5 separate regions of the Sus scrofa genome follow, and all the other regions are linked to region 4. Evidence: chromatin contacts called from public Hi-C, HiChIP or PLAC-seq and promoter capture Hi-C data. All regions are on one chromosome and are shown on one strand. Each heading gives the region's core, a stretch centred on a gene start, on an enhancer-like site or on the middle of the called end of the contact. The rest is flanking DNA. Distances are from core to core; before and after follow the strand shown.

The links. Promoter capture Hi-C pulls out the DNA fragments that hold promoters and counts their contacts. Hi-C and Micro-C count contacts between places; a contact is called where the count stands out from the background. HiChIP or PLAC-seq counts read pairs in DNA pulled down with a chosen protein or histone mark.
Region 1: a contact with region 4 is called in an H3K27ac HiChIP or PLAC-seq map of skeletal muscle, with 4 times the contacts expected there. The contact joins the promoter of PPP2CB here to the promoter of DCTN6 in region 4. A contact is called at or near these places in 1 of 5 promoter capture datasets (liver), 4 of 47 Hi-C or Micro-C datasets (fetal heart ventricle, fetal skeletal muscle, heart right ventricle and 1 more) and 2 of 2 datasets of contacts at active chromatin or transcription factors (alveolar macrophages and skeletal muscle).
Region 2: an H3K27ac HiChIP or PLAC-seq map of alveolar macrophages shows a contact between it and region 4. The contact joins the promoter of TNKS here to the promoter of DCTN6 in region 4. A contact is called at or near these places in 1 of 47 Hi-C or Micro-C datasets (liver) and 1 of 2 datasets of contacts at active chromatin or transcription factors (alveolar macrophages).
Region 3: a contact with region 4 is called in a Hi-C map of liver, with 10 times the contacts expected there. The contact joins the promoter of WRN here to the promoter of DCTN6 in region 4. A contact is called at or near these places in 3 of 47 Hi-C or Micro-C datasets (embryonic fibroblasts, heart right ventricle and liver).
Region 5: a promoter capture Hi-C map of liver shows a contact between it and region 4, with 4 times the contacts expected there. The contact joins the promoter of UBXN8 here to the promoter of DCTN6 in region 4. A contact is called at or near these places in 1 of 5 promoter capture datasets (liver), 2 of 47 Hi-C or Micro-C datasets (liver and mesenteric adipose tissue) and 1 of 2 datasets of contacts at active chromatin or transcription factors (alveolar macrophages).

Annotation. Positions count from the first base shown.
Region 1 is chr15:54,294,349-54,297,048 of Sscrofa11.1, reverse strand. It overlaps PPP2CB (serine/threonine-protein phosphatase 2A catalytic subunit beta isoform), which reads right to left and starts at 1,263. Exons shown (of 7, transcript XM_021075810.1): 1 at 789-1,263. The coding sequence starts at 890.
Region 2 is chr15:55,680,173-55,682,872 of Sscrofa11.1, reverse strand. TNKS (tankyrase-1) reads left to right here and starts at 1,329. Exons shown (of 27, transcript XM_003133396.5): 1 at 1,329-2,066. The coding sequence starts at 1,394.
Region 3 is chr15:54,093,288-54,095,987 of Sscrofa11.1, reverse strand. It overlaps WRN (Werner syndrome ATP-dependent helicase), which reads left to right and starts at 1,315. Exons shown (of 35, transcript XM_021075787.1): 1 at 1,315-1,622. PURG (purine-rich element-binding protein gamma) reads right to left here and starts at 947. Exons shown (of 3, transcript XM_003359494.4): 1 at 792-947; 2 at 1-494. The coding sequence starts at 488.
Region 4 is chr15:54,894,521-54,897,220 of Sscrofa11.1, reverse strand. It overlaps DCTN6 (dynactin subunit 6), which reads left to right and starts at 1,338. Exons shown (of 7, transcript NM_001167644.1): 1 at 1,338-1,360. The coding sequence starts at 1,338.
Region 5 is chr15:54,366,197-54,368,896 of Sscrofa11.1, reverse strand. It overlaps UBXN8 (UBX domain protein 8), which reads left to right and starts at 1,287. Exons shown (of 8, transcript NM_001244745.1): 1 at 1,287-1,388. The coding sequence starts at 1,301.

The DNA of each region.
Region 1 (2,700 bases), core at 14-2,513, 600 kb after region 4:
GTTACCCTGCACGTAAAACACGTACCCATTGATCATTTCATGCAAGCAGTGTTGCCAAACTTAAGACTAGCCGTCCTGTTTCTGAAAATCAACATTTTTGCTTCCAGAGAGCTTCTCAATTGAAGAAGACCAGTCACCATCTGTCTCAACCAAAGTCAACTTCTATTTTAAAAATCACAGTCCGCCATCACACCCACCTCTCTATAAACAAATGCTTGATACATTTCAACTCGATGATTTCTGAAGGACCGAGTCACCTGAGAAAACGGCTACGTTTATTATATCAAGGGCCTTGAGATTCACAACGTCCAGGTTCATTTTCAACTACGAGATTGCCTAGATTACCCTGCCAGCCAGCTAAAGCGCGGATTGCTAGTCCGCACGGAAATACTGGAGTGTCAGCAAAACCCAGAAAACAGTCGGCGCCCCAATCACTCCAGGAGTGGATTCCGGGTGCCACGTTGCCCCCGCCCACCTACCCCGGACCCCTTAGGCCAGGACTGGGAGCTTCCAACCCCAGCCGGGTGCTGGGTCTCCAGGGGGTCCAGGAACAGCCCGGCTCCTCCCGGGGGAGGCTGCCCGAGTGGGAGACGCAGCCCCGCAGGTCCCAGACGGACGCGCCGGACAAGGGACAAGCAGGCCAGGAGAAGAGGTGGGGGGGAGGGGGGGAGGAGAAAGGGGGAGGGGAAGGAGGGGGGAGGGGAGAGGAGGGAGAGGGGAGAGGATAGGTCCCAGCCCCCACCCAGCCTGTCGCACGCCGGCCGCATCTCGCCAATTTTCTCTCTTACCTTTTCGCATAGGGTCCGCACTTGGTTCTCATTAAGCTGTTTACACTCGTTCAGCTGCTCGACCCACTGGTCCAGCTCCTTGGTGAACGCCTTGTCGTCCATGGCGACCCGAGCCCCTCCCCCGCCGTCTCCCGCCCCCCTCCCCGCCCGCCCTCGCCCCTCGCGCCGCTCCCCTCGCCCGCCGCCGCCAGCTCCCAGTGGGAGAGGAAGGAGTGGGGGAGCGCGGCCCCGGACCCCGCGCCCCGCCCGAGCCCCGCGGGCGGCTCCTGGCGCGCGGCCTTCGGGAGACCCCCGCCCGCCCTGGCCCGCCGGGCCGCGCGCCCTGGGCGTCACTGGAGGGCGCGGGGAGGTGCGGGACTTCCGCGCAGCTCCCGCCGGATTATGGCCACTTGCCGCCGCCGCCGCCTCCCGCCCGCCCGCTGCTCTGGATTCCCTTGCCCCTTCTCTCTCGCTCTTTCTTTCCCCTCCCTCTGGGTTTCCGTCATCGCCCGGGCATTTCCGCCGGGAAAAGGTTAGCAGGCGGTGCCGCCGGAGCCCGGGACTCGAGGAGGGGTACAGCGCCCCCGTGTGGCTCGGCGGAGAAACGGTCCCTTTCCCTTCCATCTTGCACTTTATCGACCAAGCTCTCCCAGTTCTTTCTTTACATAATTTTACGCAAGTCTGTACCCACTATAGTTTCCTGCAGTGCTTTTTTCCCCCTTTTTTTCTTCTTTTTATTTTAGCGTTCTGTAGAGGGGATTGGAAAGCTTGTCCCCCTCCTTGACAACATTGTCTCCTCAGAATCTATCACTCTCCCATAGCAGGTGGTCAACATTTGTTGAGAAAAAAAATAAATTCTTTCTAGTCTTACCTCTGTTATGAACTAGCTGTGAGGCACTGACATCTCGAATCCCCCCTTTCAGCATCAGAAAGATGAGATGACAGCTCTGTGTTTTACCAATCAGTGTCCCAGCTCCCTCATCCTCCACGGAGTTGACTGCAGTGTTTACTGAATTCTCATGATTTGTTCATGCAACAGATACTTAATGAGCAACTGCTAACTGCCAGATCTCTTGAACAGCTAATGCTTACCAAGTTGACTTCCTATATTATAGTTGCAGATTATTGCCACTGAACCCAAATGGGAGGCAGCCTCTTGTATCTGAAGGCAAGAACTCCCTCCAGCTCCCTCTTGGCATTGCTAGCCTCCCAGCCAGGTCCTTGGACAATCACCAAAGCTCCCCCAGCCTCAAGTTCATCATCTGTTAAAAGGGGGCAATAAGCCCTTTTCAGGTTATCATGATTAAATTCTACAAGTGCTTATCCAACAGTAGAGTTTGGGAGCCATGTTCCTCTGTTTCTTGCCTTATCCCTCCTAGGCAATAGCTACAGAAAACTTTAGAAGGGTGGCATTTTTTTTCTTTTCCTTTTGCAGTGGTTTGCTGCGGGGTCTCAGTTCTCAGACCAGAGACTAAACCCCAGCAGCATCAGCGAAAGGGCCGAGTCTTAACCACTGGACCACTAGGGAAACCCTGAGAGAGGTGGCATTTCAACTGAATTTTGAACCTTCTCCCTAAGCAACACTTTGGAGTTCCCTGGAAAAGAGGAAAGGAGTTCTCAGGATTTTGGGTTTTTTTTTTGGAAAGTGGCGGAGAACAAATGTGTGCAAGACCATGGTCTCTTTGGAAAGCTACAAATACTCCTAATAACCGAAATAGGTCCTATGGTGGAAAATAAGGCTGGAAGAGCTCCTGTTCTCAAGTGTCTTGTAAACAGCAGCAAACCAACTGCAAGACAGAACATGAAAAGGTGGTAAAACAATACGTACAGAATAGGAGGGGTATCTGTAAGATTGCAATAGATTTGCAGTCTCTGAGGAGGCTAGTCTACAAAGGTTGAAAGGAGGCTGTTTCAGCTACACCTGGTAAGTTCA
Region 2 (2,700 bases), core at 80-2,579, 790 kb before region 4:
AATAATATTATGTTCCTGATTTGTTGTATTTAGATGGTAGTGTTAAATAAATTTACCTATTAATTTAGATGGGAATATTAGCATCACACTAATTACATTTAATAATGAATATGTCAAACGACAATTTATCACATAGTTTAGTATTCTCCCAATCAAAATTTCTACTTGACTCATTTAAAATGAGCTTTCCTTAAGACACAATCTCCATCTGTGTCTACTCTCTTGGAATAATGCTGTTTGTCTAAACTTCCATAATGCCTACTTTCCTATTAAACAGAAGGCAGGAAATGGAGACCTTACGAGATTATGCCATTCATTGATCCATCTCTTCTGATGGTAGACAAAAAAATAAGTATAGGCAGAGGAAAAAAAGAAAAAGTAGTTGTTGAAGGATGGCTTCTGAAGGTGAGTGATGGATGGAGAAGTCAGGTTTTTTCTTAGTTTGGAAGGGAGAGAGAAGAGGGATGACAGGAATAGAGAAGGTCAGCCAAAATGAATTAAAAAAAAAAAACATATTTGTAATTATCTGAGTCAAGCTTAAGGTGAGAAACAAAACTACAGAGAGAACTGAAAAACCCGTAATTGTAATAGTTAACATTTATTGAACTATCAATTCCCCTTTGCAGCGGGGAACCTGAGACACAGAGGGGTTAATTTAAATAGCTTGCCCAAATTTACACAGCTCCTTCTGGTAGTCTGAATTCCAATCCTGGCAATGTGAACCACCATTTGCAAATGGGGCGTTAAGGAAGTACATAAAGTACGAAATCTTATGGAGAGGGGGTATAGAGACCAAGGGAATAACTGGAGGGTGGGGGTGGGGGTGGGGAGAGACTGCATTTAAAAAAAATTTACCAGTGGGCTAATTATAGTTGTGCTTTATTAAGGGACAGAGCACTTTATATATGTTAGCTCACTTAATCCTGCTAACAATTCTAGATACGAGTCCCTTTTTCAGACGAGGACACTTGATAGATGAGAAACGACACATACGCACCTTGCAAAGTTCCACCTCAGTACCAGGCTCTTGAGCAAGACAAAGAAGACCAAAGGAGACTTGGCAACAGGAGGGAACGGAGCAAAATAAGTAGGCTGAACGTGAGAAATGCAGGAAAAATTTCCCATTTTTAGGCCCAGGCCGGTTCCAACTTTCAAACTTTTCCAGCCGGCCCGCCAAGGAGTCACAAGGCCCCCCCTGCCCCCCGGCAGTCACAAGCCACGCCCCTCCCGCGGCGGCGCTCGGAGCTCCCAAATACTTCCCTCCCGCTACTTGACCCCGCCCACTCTGCCTAGCATCATTTCCTGTGCGCTGGGTGCTAATTGGTCCAGAAGTCGGAAGTGAGGGCGGGCGGTGGGGCCGTTGCCGCAGTGACAGAGCTGGGGGAGTCTGAAGATGGCGGCGTCGCGTCGCTCTCAGCATCATCACCACCATCATCAACAACAGCTCCAGCCCGCCCCAGGGGCTTCGGCGCCGCCGCCGCCACCTCCCCCCCCACTCAGCCCAGGCCTGGCCCCGGGGACTACCCCAGCCTCCCCTACGGTGGGTGGCCTGGCACCCTTCGCCTCCCCGCGGCACGGCCTAGCGCTGCCGGAGGGGGATGGCAGTCGGGATCCGCCCGACAGGCCCCGATCCCCGGACCCGGTTGACAGTAGCAGCTGTTGCAGTACCACCAGCACAATCTGTACTGTCGCCGCCGCTCCAGTGGTCCCGGCGGTTTCCGCCTCATCTGCCGTCGGTGTCGCTCCCAATCCAGCCGGCGGTGGCAGTAACAATTCACCGTCGTCCTCTTCTTCCCCGACTTCTTCCTCTTCTTCCTCTCCATCCTCCCCCGGATCGAGTTTGGCGGAGAGCCCCGAGGCGGCCGGAGTTAGCACCACAGCAACATTGGGGCCTGGGACAGCCGGACCTGGGCCAGGGGTCTCAGCAGTGAGCGGGGCCCTCCGGGAACTGTTGGAGGCCTGTCGCAATGGGGACGTGTCCCGGGTAAAGAGGCTGGTGGACGCAGCAAACGTGAATGCTAAGGACATGGCCGGCCGGAAATCTTCTCCCCTGCACTTCGCTGCAGGTCAGAGACTTTTAAATTGCTTATTAAGGGCTTTGATGTTGGGACCGGGGAGTGGGTGGTAGGGGTGGTCCGGGTAGGGAAAGGAAACAAGTTATGATGGAACAGTGGAGGCGTGGTTATGGGTCATCAGCACCTCTTGGGAAGACTAGAGGTTCCTTTCTTTAGGTAGTGCCTGGGTGACGGGGGCGTGGTAGGGGTGTGTGTGAATCCATTCTTTTTAGTGTTTGCACAGTAATCCTTGTACCCATCCCCAAACTCCTTTAGTGGTAGTCTCAGGATATGGGTATACTTAAACTTTTTTTGTTCCAATTGTGTAGGAATAAAGTTAGATTTGAACAGTCTTAGAGTGGTTTTGTCATTTGTTTGCTAATTTATTTCGTTTTTACCAGAGTATGTCCCATGAGGACAGTTAGACCAAAAGAAGTTCAGTGTAACTCAGCAAGTATTTACCTCTTAGCCCCTGGGATACATAAATGAAGTTAGTGAAACTTTCCCTCCTTTTCAAGGAGTTTACAGTCTAATTGGGTAGCTCAAGACATGCCTATATGAAACAACCGAAAAAATATTTGGAAGCATTATATGATGGCAGAAGAAATATAGGCTTTGAATTTCTGGACACTGCTATTTGTAGTTG
Region 3 (2,700 bases), core at 66-2,565, 800 kb after region 4:
ACAGAGACTGGTGGGGAGGGTGCTGAGTGCTTCTGTCTCCTCCTGGAGCTTTGCTCTTTGCCGTGACCATGCTCTTGTCGGTGGCCTTTCAGGCCCAGGTGGGCATAGTGCTCGATGAAGTCCCCTAGGCAGTCCTTCAGCTCCGCTGCCACAGACAGGGAGAGGGTCAGTTTACTCTTTCTGATATTGTCTTGCCGGCCTCTCCCTATCCAGACTTCGGCTATCTTTAGGAACCGGCCCCGGGAGCTTTGCTTCACGTCTAGGTAAAACCTTTTTTTCTGGATGTCCACTCGTTTAGAGGCCAGCTCCTGGATTTCGGCGGCGCCCCCAGCCTGACTAGGGGTGGCTGAAGCCGCGTAGTGGGGGTAGTGGGGGTGCTGGGCCTGGGGATAGAGTCTACTCTTGCTTAGGCCAGAGCCCCCTACATTCTTGCCGCCGCGGCCACGGCCGCCGCCGCCGCCGCCTCCCCTTCGCCTGGCTCTTTCCATCTTCAGCTGCAAGTGACAAACAGACACACGGGGTGGGGTGGGGGAGGGGTGTTGAGAACAATCGCAGACGCCCCTCGGCCTGGGCTGCCCCAGCCTCCGCCCGGGACCCCCACACCGGGCCGCGCTTTGCACTGTGCCGGCCGCCGCAGCGCCGGGCTCCCGCCTCTACCGGACGAACGGTGGCGGCGGGCGGAGTCTCCCGGCTCCGCACCGGGCACACAACATCCCTCCGCGGCCCCTGGCCTCCCGCTCCCGCTCGCCTCGGGCTCAGCAGCCCCGGGTCCCCAGCCAGCAGACACTCACATCAGCACTGCCATCACCGCCGCCGCCGCCGATGCCCTTCACGACCGCCGCCGCCAGCTCTCGGCCCCTCTGTAGCAGCCGCCGCCCCCTGCCTGCTCCCCCGCCGCCGCTCGCACCGCCCCCCGCCGGAGCAGCCAGGCAGGGGCATCGCCTGCGGCGCCCGCCGCCGCCGCCCCTCCTGCGGCCGCTGCGGGGGCCGCCGCGGGGGCCGCCGCCTCTCTTCGGGCTCCGGCCCGACGCCCGCCGGGGAGGGTAAGGAGGGCGGGGAGGGGGGCGGTGGGAGGCGGGCAGTGGACCCCGCCTCTCCAGCACAGCCGGCTGAAGGGAAGACTGGGTCTCACGCTTTCCCTTGGGGCGCGCCCTGACTGAAGCCCAGCGCGAGGTGACTGGACAGGTATGAAGATGGGAATAAGGACCGGGGCGGCGAGAGAGTTCTGACTTCTTCAGGTTCCGCTGGGAACTGGTACTCTGGCGGCCCACCGGCACCTGCGCGGAGACTACACTCCCCGAAGTGCACAGCAGCGTCGAGTCCTCTGCGCATGTGCGCCGCGTAGCCATCTGGGCTGTGGTGGGCGGGGTTGTAGCACAGCGCCTCCGGAGAGGAGGACTGGGGGCGGGGCGGACCCTGGAGAAAGGTTTGGGGAAGATCTATGTCCCAGAAGTGACGTGTACTCTGTGCGCCTTGACGCTCAGGCGTGTGCTCCTCAGCGCGGGAACAAAGTCTGTTCAATTGATGACTATCCTGGATTCCTGGGTTCCAGGCCCCAGTGTTGGGGCGCTGCTCAAGTCATCCAGCTGAAGGGAAATCCTGTTGAACTGGCTCTTCTCAGGGTAACGTGTCCTCCCTCTTCCTACTTCCAGCTCCAGACCCTGGGGTATCGTTCTAGCCTTCTCCTACACTGGAGGTGCTCAGTCCGGCAGAGCAGGCCTCTGGGCTGTGTGTAGGAGATCCCTCCTTCCCCTTTCCACCTTTCGAGCTTAGCGGTAAAGAACCTCGTCCTCCCGCAGGCCTTCTTTGAGCTGCTGTGAGCAAAAGTGTGCTTCCACGCTCCTCTCGCTTTAGCTTGTGCAGCTGATTGGTTACCTGTTGCGTGCGTTTAGGAGCCTGTTCTAACTATATGGTCTTCACTGCTGCAGAAATTCAGCCACTCCATGTTTACACAACATAGTCCAGGGAAATAACCCATTTTGTCTAATGTAACAAACTATTTTGGAGTTTTCGAGTTCAAAGTATTCAATCTTTAATGGTTTGGGTTTTTTTTTTTTTCTTTCTCCTGGTTGAATTTGAGTTGATTTCTGGGTATGTTTGAATATGTAAAAATTCTCCCCATGGAAGGGAATATTAAAATCCTTAGGATGCTAATTTAGTAGTCTTTAAGTTAGCGTGTAGGAGAAACTGTCCCAATAAAAATGTAGAAAGGAGAGACTCTGGCCATGATGACTAAGCAAAGTCCATCCAACTGCCCCAACCACCCCTCCCCACACATCTGCTTCTGTCAATTTGTTTCCACATCCACTACCTGCCTGACGTCACTCCGGTCCAACTAGCCAAGGATGGACCTGGAAGAAGTAGCCCATAAAAGCCTTGTGAAACCCTTCTTCCGGGCTCAGACACTGGAGATCGATCTCCTCCGAGCCGGCCGGCGTAATAAACCTGAGTTCTCCAACTCTCCGAGTGCTCGCTTGGTTTCTTGCCGGGTAAAAGAGCTGATCCACTGCAGCCAGAGCTGCTGGAGCTAGTAGGCTACAGCCACAGGGCTGTCTCCAGAGCTGATACGCTGCAGCGCAGGGCTGCTGGGTAGCTGCCGTAACATTTCTGGAGGCCCCAGCAAGATTCCAACCGTTCTGGCCCCTTGAGCCACCAGAACAGAGGTAAGGCCGCCCGGGAGCCAGGGAGCCTCGAACCGAA
Region 4 (2,700 bases), core at 89-2,588:
GGTTCTCTGGTCAAACCTTGACTGATTCACCTAGTGTGTGACTTAAAAAGTCAGCAGAGGGCAGGTGGAAGCGTTTTGGGCTGAGATTCAGCCTGGCTTCTTGAAGAAGAAAAATGTGATTAGAGGAAGAGAAACATGAAATTAAAGAAATAGGGGTCTCTGGATCAAGCTCAGAGACAGGATATGGAAGAGTTCGGATTTTTAAAGGAATGGTAAGTAAAATAACTGAATTTGGTTTTTGTTTTGGGGTTTTTTGTATTTTTGACTTTTCTAGGGCCGCTCCCGCGGCATATGGAGTTCCCAGGCTAGGGGTCTAATCGGAGCCACAGCCGCTGGCCTACGCCAGGGCCACAGCAACGCCAAATCCAAACCGCGTCTGCGCTCACTGCAACGCCTGATCGTTAACCCACTGAGCAAGACCAGGGATCAAACCCGCAACCTCATGGCTCCTAGTCGGATTCGTTAACCACTGCGCCAAGACGGGAACTCCTGAATTTAGTTTTTAAAGGATGATTTTAGCTGCAGAAAAATGGCTTGGATGGGGGGCAGGAGGGGGATGGAAGCCTGATTTTAGAGGTCCAGGGTGAAAGAGGCAGACTACAGGGGAGAGTAGTAGCAGAGACTGGATTAGAGAGGTGGTAAATTTATGCAAAGTGTAGAATGAGATGTAGAACCAGAAGAACTTGCCGAATTAATTAAATACGGAGAGGTGAGGATGACTCGGACTTTTCGGTTTGAGCAACTGGGTGAATGGTGGATTCCTTTAGTGAGACAGAGATCCAAGGACCAACTGGTTGGAGAGAAGGCGAGGGCATTAAATCAAAAGCTCTGTTCTGGACATTTTAGATTTGTTAAGACCGTGAAGCATTCAAGTGGACACGTTAAATAGGCACTCGAATAATCAGGTGTGAGACTGGGCAAAGACGACACAACTAGCGCTGCTAACCTGAGGACAGCCTACAGAGGATGCTTAATTTATGGCAATAATGACCTCACGCTGAGAGGGAAAAGGGCCTCAAAGTTTAGCAGGAGGATCTTTAAAGAAAGGAGATGAGAGTGACTATTGCGGTATAATGAGGTCACAGTGAAGTGCGCTGGATCGGACTAAATCCGAGTCCATCGATCCCCTGGCTGTGCTAAACCCAGCGTAGAGCCACCAACCACACCAGCAAAGGACAACCGAAAAACCAGAGCTGACCCCGCCCACGCCGCCATGCCCCTAGAGCAGCCCCCAGGCTCCGCCCCCTCCCGATTCTGCCAGGCTCTGCAATCGCTCGTAGAAATCATCGCTTTGCCCAGGAGGTTGTGTCGATCCAATAGGAGCCGGGGGCCAAACCATGGCGGAGAAGACTCAAAAGAGGTGGGTCTGCTGTTTGAGAAAAAGTCTTTCTCTCCTCTCCGCAGGGGTGGAACCTGTTTCTGGTCGCCAGAGGTGGGGATTGAGGTGGTGTTTTATTCCAGGCGCCCGGCCTGGGTGGTTCCTAAGGCTCAGAGCCCACGTCTGCGGAGGGAGGAGGCGAAGGAGTCGGGGTAGGGAGGCCGGGGAAGGGATGCAGAGTCCGTGGCGGGAAGGTATTTGCTCTTCGTCCTTCGGCAGCCTCTCGGGTCTCCTCCTCAGCGCTCCTGCGCCGAAGGGGTCTCGGGAGGGGCCGCCACCCAGGACTCGGAGATACCTTCCTCTTCCTTTGCGCTGCGCTTCGGAGGCCTGGAGCTGCCGGGTGTCCCCAGACGCCACAGGAGTGCTGGCCGCTCCCCAATCCCTTCCTCCCTATCGTGGACGCTGTATATTTGTGTAGACGAACTCTCGGCCGCTTGTCAGAAAGGGGGCCACCACTGGGCCAGAACTAGCCGCTTCGTAAACGTGTGGGGATAGACTCCGGGGCTGCTTCTCTAGCGGCCCTCCTTGCTGGCACTGTTGGTGAATAGGAACGGCTTGGATGGGAGATGGACACCTTTAATAAGTCAAACTGTTTCCCAAAGCAGCAGTGTTGAGCACCATCTGCTGACTATTCCTGAAAAAGAAAACCGACAGACCTTGTTTGGGGTGCCATAAACTAACATTTAGGCTTTTCTTCTGTTTAGGCAGGTAGCTCTCATCTTGTTCATAAAGCCTAAGAGGAGATCTTCTAGGAATATTCTGTACGTTTTATCTGTACGGAATATCTGGTAGTGTGCAGTGGGGAGGAGGGTGTTGATGGTTATTTTAATAGTTAGGTCCTTGGCTAAGCCTTCTTCCAGCTGCCTGCTCTCCCCTGCGCGTCACTTCCAGGTGCCTCGGAGTCTACACGGAGATATTTCCACCATGTTTTAGTTGGTCTAGTGGTGAACTTATAACTGCCACACAAAGAAGTATGCTGATTGTCCCATACACTACCTGAGGTCTCTTCGTTGGGCATAAACTGAAGACATGAGTCTCTCCCATTCTCGCTTGCCCAGGATATGTTAAATGTTATAAATAGTGTCTTTTTTCCCCAAAAAGTTCATAAAGGGAGGCTGAGGGAATAAACACTGAAATGGGAAATCGTATCTAAAATGAGATATTTTAGGAGCTCTCCTTTGGCCCAGGGGGTTAAGCATCTGGGTTTGTCCCTTCAGACACTTGGGTGGCTGCTGTGCTGCAGTTGGGTAGGGAATTACAACATGCCTCTGGCGTGATGCCACCCCCCCCAAAAAAAAAAGATTTTATGGAGTTAAGCTTAT
Region 5 (2,700 bases), core at 38-2,537, 530 kb after region 4:
CAGGCAAATTGTGGAGCTAAATAAATGTTAGCTGAACTAAACTGAAGGGTGAGGCAGAACTGATGGAAGGGTCACAAAACCAACTTTCAAAGCACGAAAACTTTTATTTTATTTTAGGGCTGCGTCCCAGGCATATGGAAGTTCCCACGCTAGGGGTCCAATTGGAGCTACAGCTGCTGGCCTACACCACAGCCACAGCAACGCAGGATCCCAGCCAGGTCTGCGACCTACACCAAAGCTCAAGGGAAGGCTGGATTCCTGACCCACTGAGTGAGGCCAGGGATCAGAACCAGATACTAGTCGGATTATGATGGCAACTCCCACGAAATCTTTTTTTTTTTGTCTTTTTGCTATTTCTTTGGGCCGCTTCTGCAGCATATGGAGGTTCCCAGGCTAGGGGTCTAATCGGAGCGGATCCGAGCCGCGTCTGCAACCTACACCACAGCTCAAGGCAACGCGGGATCGTTAACCCACTGAGCAAGGGCAGGGACCGAACCCGCAACTTCATGGTTCCTAGTCGGATTCGTTAACCACTGCGAAATCTCCCTCACGAAATCTTTTAAGAGATCTCTGTAGCTTACACGCATCGGGGTTGGCAGAAACGCCAAAGAGATGAGTCATAGGATGGCAATGAGGTCACAGAACTGGGAGGCCGTGTTAAGTCATTAACAGTAACACCTGCTAGCAAAACTGATAAGGAGCGGAGCAAGGGGTAGCGGGTCTCCATAATTAGGTGCCAGGCCTCACTTTTGAGTCATCTTCCCGTCGGAACCAGAGACCGAGGAAGGTGCCGGGGACCGTTTGGAAGATAAGGAAGGTTCTTCGGCAGAAAGTGGTGCTCAACAGCTCTGACTCAAAAGTCCACAATCACCCACTACAGACATAGGCCAAGGGCACAGGCTGCCTCCTTGTAGTATCAGCTGCCCCTATCCTTTCTCCTCTGTTTCATTTTACTCTTTAGAGTTCTTTCTTACAATCTCTACAGTCTGACAGCCGAAGGGGCAGGGGCTGCCCGCCTCGAAGGAGCCCAAGTTTTGCTTTCACAGGACTTGGCTGGGCGGGTGCCAGCGAGGCCGTCTCCCCTGGACCTCACGTGACGTCGGGAGGTGACCTACACTTGTTTTCAGGTTACAGATTATGAGTTCAAAAGCCTGGGTTTATCTCAGTCTCACCAACGAAACAGCTTTAGGGTCCAGCGCTTTCCTGGAATTCCTCCCTTAGAAAGGATCCACTCCACCTTCCAAGGGAGGCGTAATCAGAAGGGGCGGAGCTTCCGCCAGGAAGCAGCGCTTCCGCCGCTATGGTTTCTCTTGGGGTGGTTGGCATTTTCCTCCTCTCTGCTCTCCCCCTCTTGTGTCTGGAGCTCCGGCGTGGGGTCCCAGATCTAGGTAAGTGCTGGCTTTTGCCTCCTGGCGTTCACACCTGGTAACAGTCTCACGAACACTACGTGCAATTTCCCGGCCGCGTCTCCTCTGGGCGGCTTTGACTACGATGCCCAGGCTGCACCGCGCCTGCCTTCCTCTTCCCCCGCGGGGTTCCTGGTGGAGCGAGACTTTTGCCGTCCTGGGGAGGCAAACTCTTGGCGGAAAAGTGCCCCTCCAGATCTGGTGAAGTTTTGCGGGTAATGGGACAGAGGCCGAAAGCACAGGAGCAAGCATATACTTGACTTTCACATTGTGTTGAGTGCTCAAAAGGAAATAAACAAGCTGATGTAGGCCTTCTGAAGAATTTAAGAGACTTAAATGATAAGGAGCCACACGTTTGAAAAGCGAGGGCGGGAGGTGGAGGGAGCGGGATGACATTCCAGACAAAAGGAATTGTGACTTGAAGGAAAAGGATGAAGACCTTTGAGGCTGGATTAAAGAGACTAGTAGAGAGAGTGGCGCATGATAATAGCATTCATTGAACGCTTATTGTAAACTAGACTCTTAAGTCGTGGTTATTATCTCCTCTAAATTGGTTTACAAACTTTGAGGATGCGCACTGCTCTAACCTATTTTACAGTGGAAACAGATATAGGGAGGTTAAGGGACTTCCCTAAGGTTTTAAAAAGTCTGGATTCTTTGTGGACAAGTGTTTTGCAAGGAAGGTATAGCGGAAGCAGTGAGGCAAATTAGGTTTCTGTTGTTCTTGGCAGATTTGACTATAGGGTGTCTCTCTTCTCTCTCCCCTTTTTTTTTTCTTTTTTTCCTTTCTGGGGCTACACCTGTGGCTTTAGTAAGTTCTTGGGCTAGGGGTCAAATCGAAGGTACAGCAACTGTTGGCATACCTCTACCTGGTGTCTTTTGAGAATTATAAAATAAAACTAAAAATTCCTAGAGGATAGAAACCATTTTTATTCCAACTTCTTATCCAGGATCCCTCATCATTAACAAATTGTATTACACACAGTAGGTACTTGTTACATTTTTTGCTGATTAATTTTCATCTTGGCTCTCAAAATCATACAAAACCAAGTACTGAATTTTCCCTTTTTTGGGCAGATATGTATATAGTAATTTTATTTACAAATGACAGAATAAACATTGAGAACTAGAGAAGTACACAGTTGCATAACTTAACTGTGAGAAATAAGAATTTGTGTTCAGTGGGAGTGACTGATTTTAAATAGAATTTGATAAGATGATACATACCATCATGATTTAGTTCCCAATTAATGTGGATAATTTTCTTTCCTTCTTGGGGCAGAAGGAAAACCAA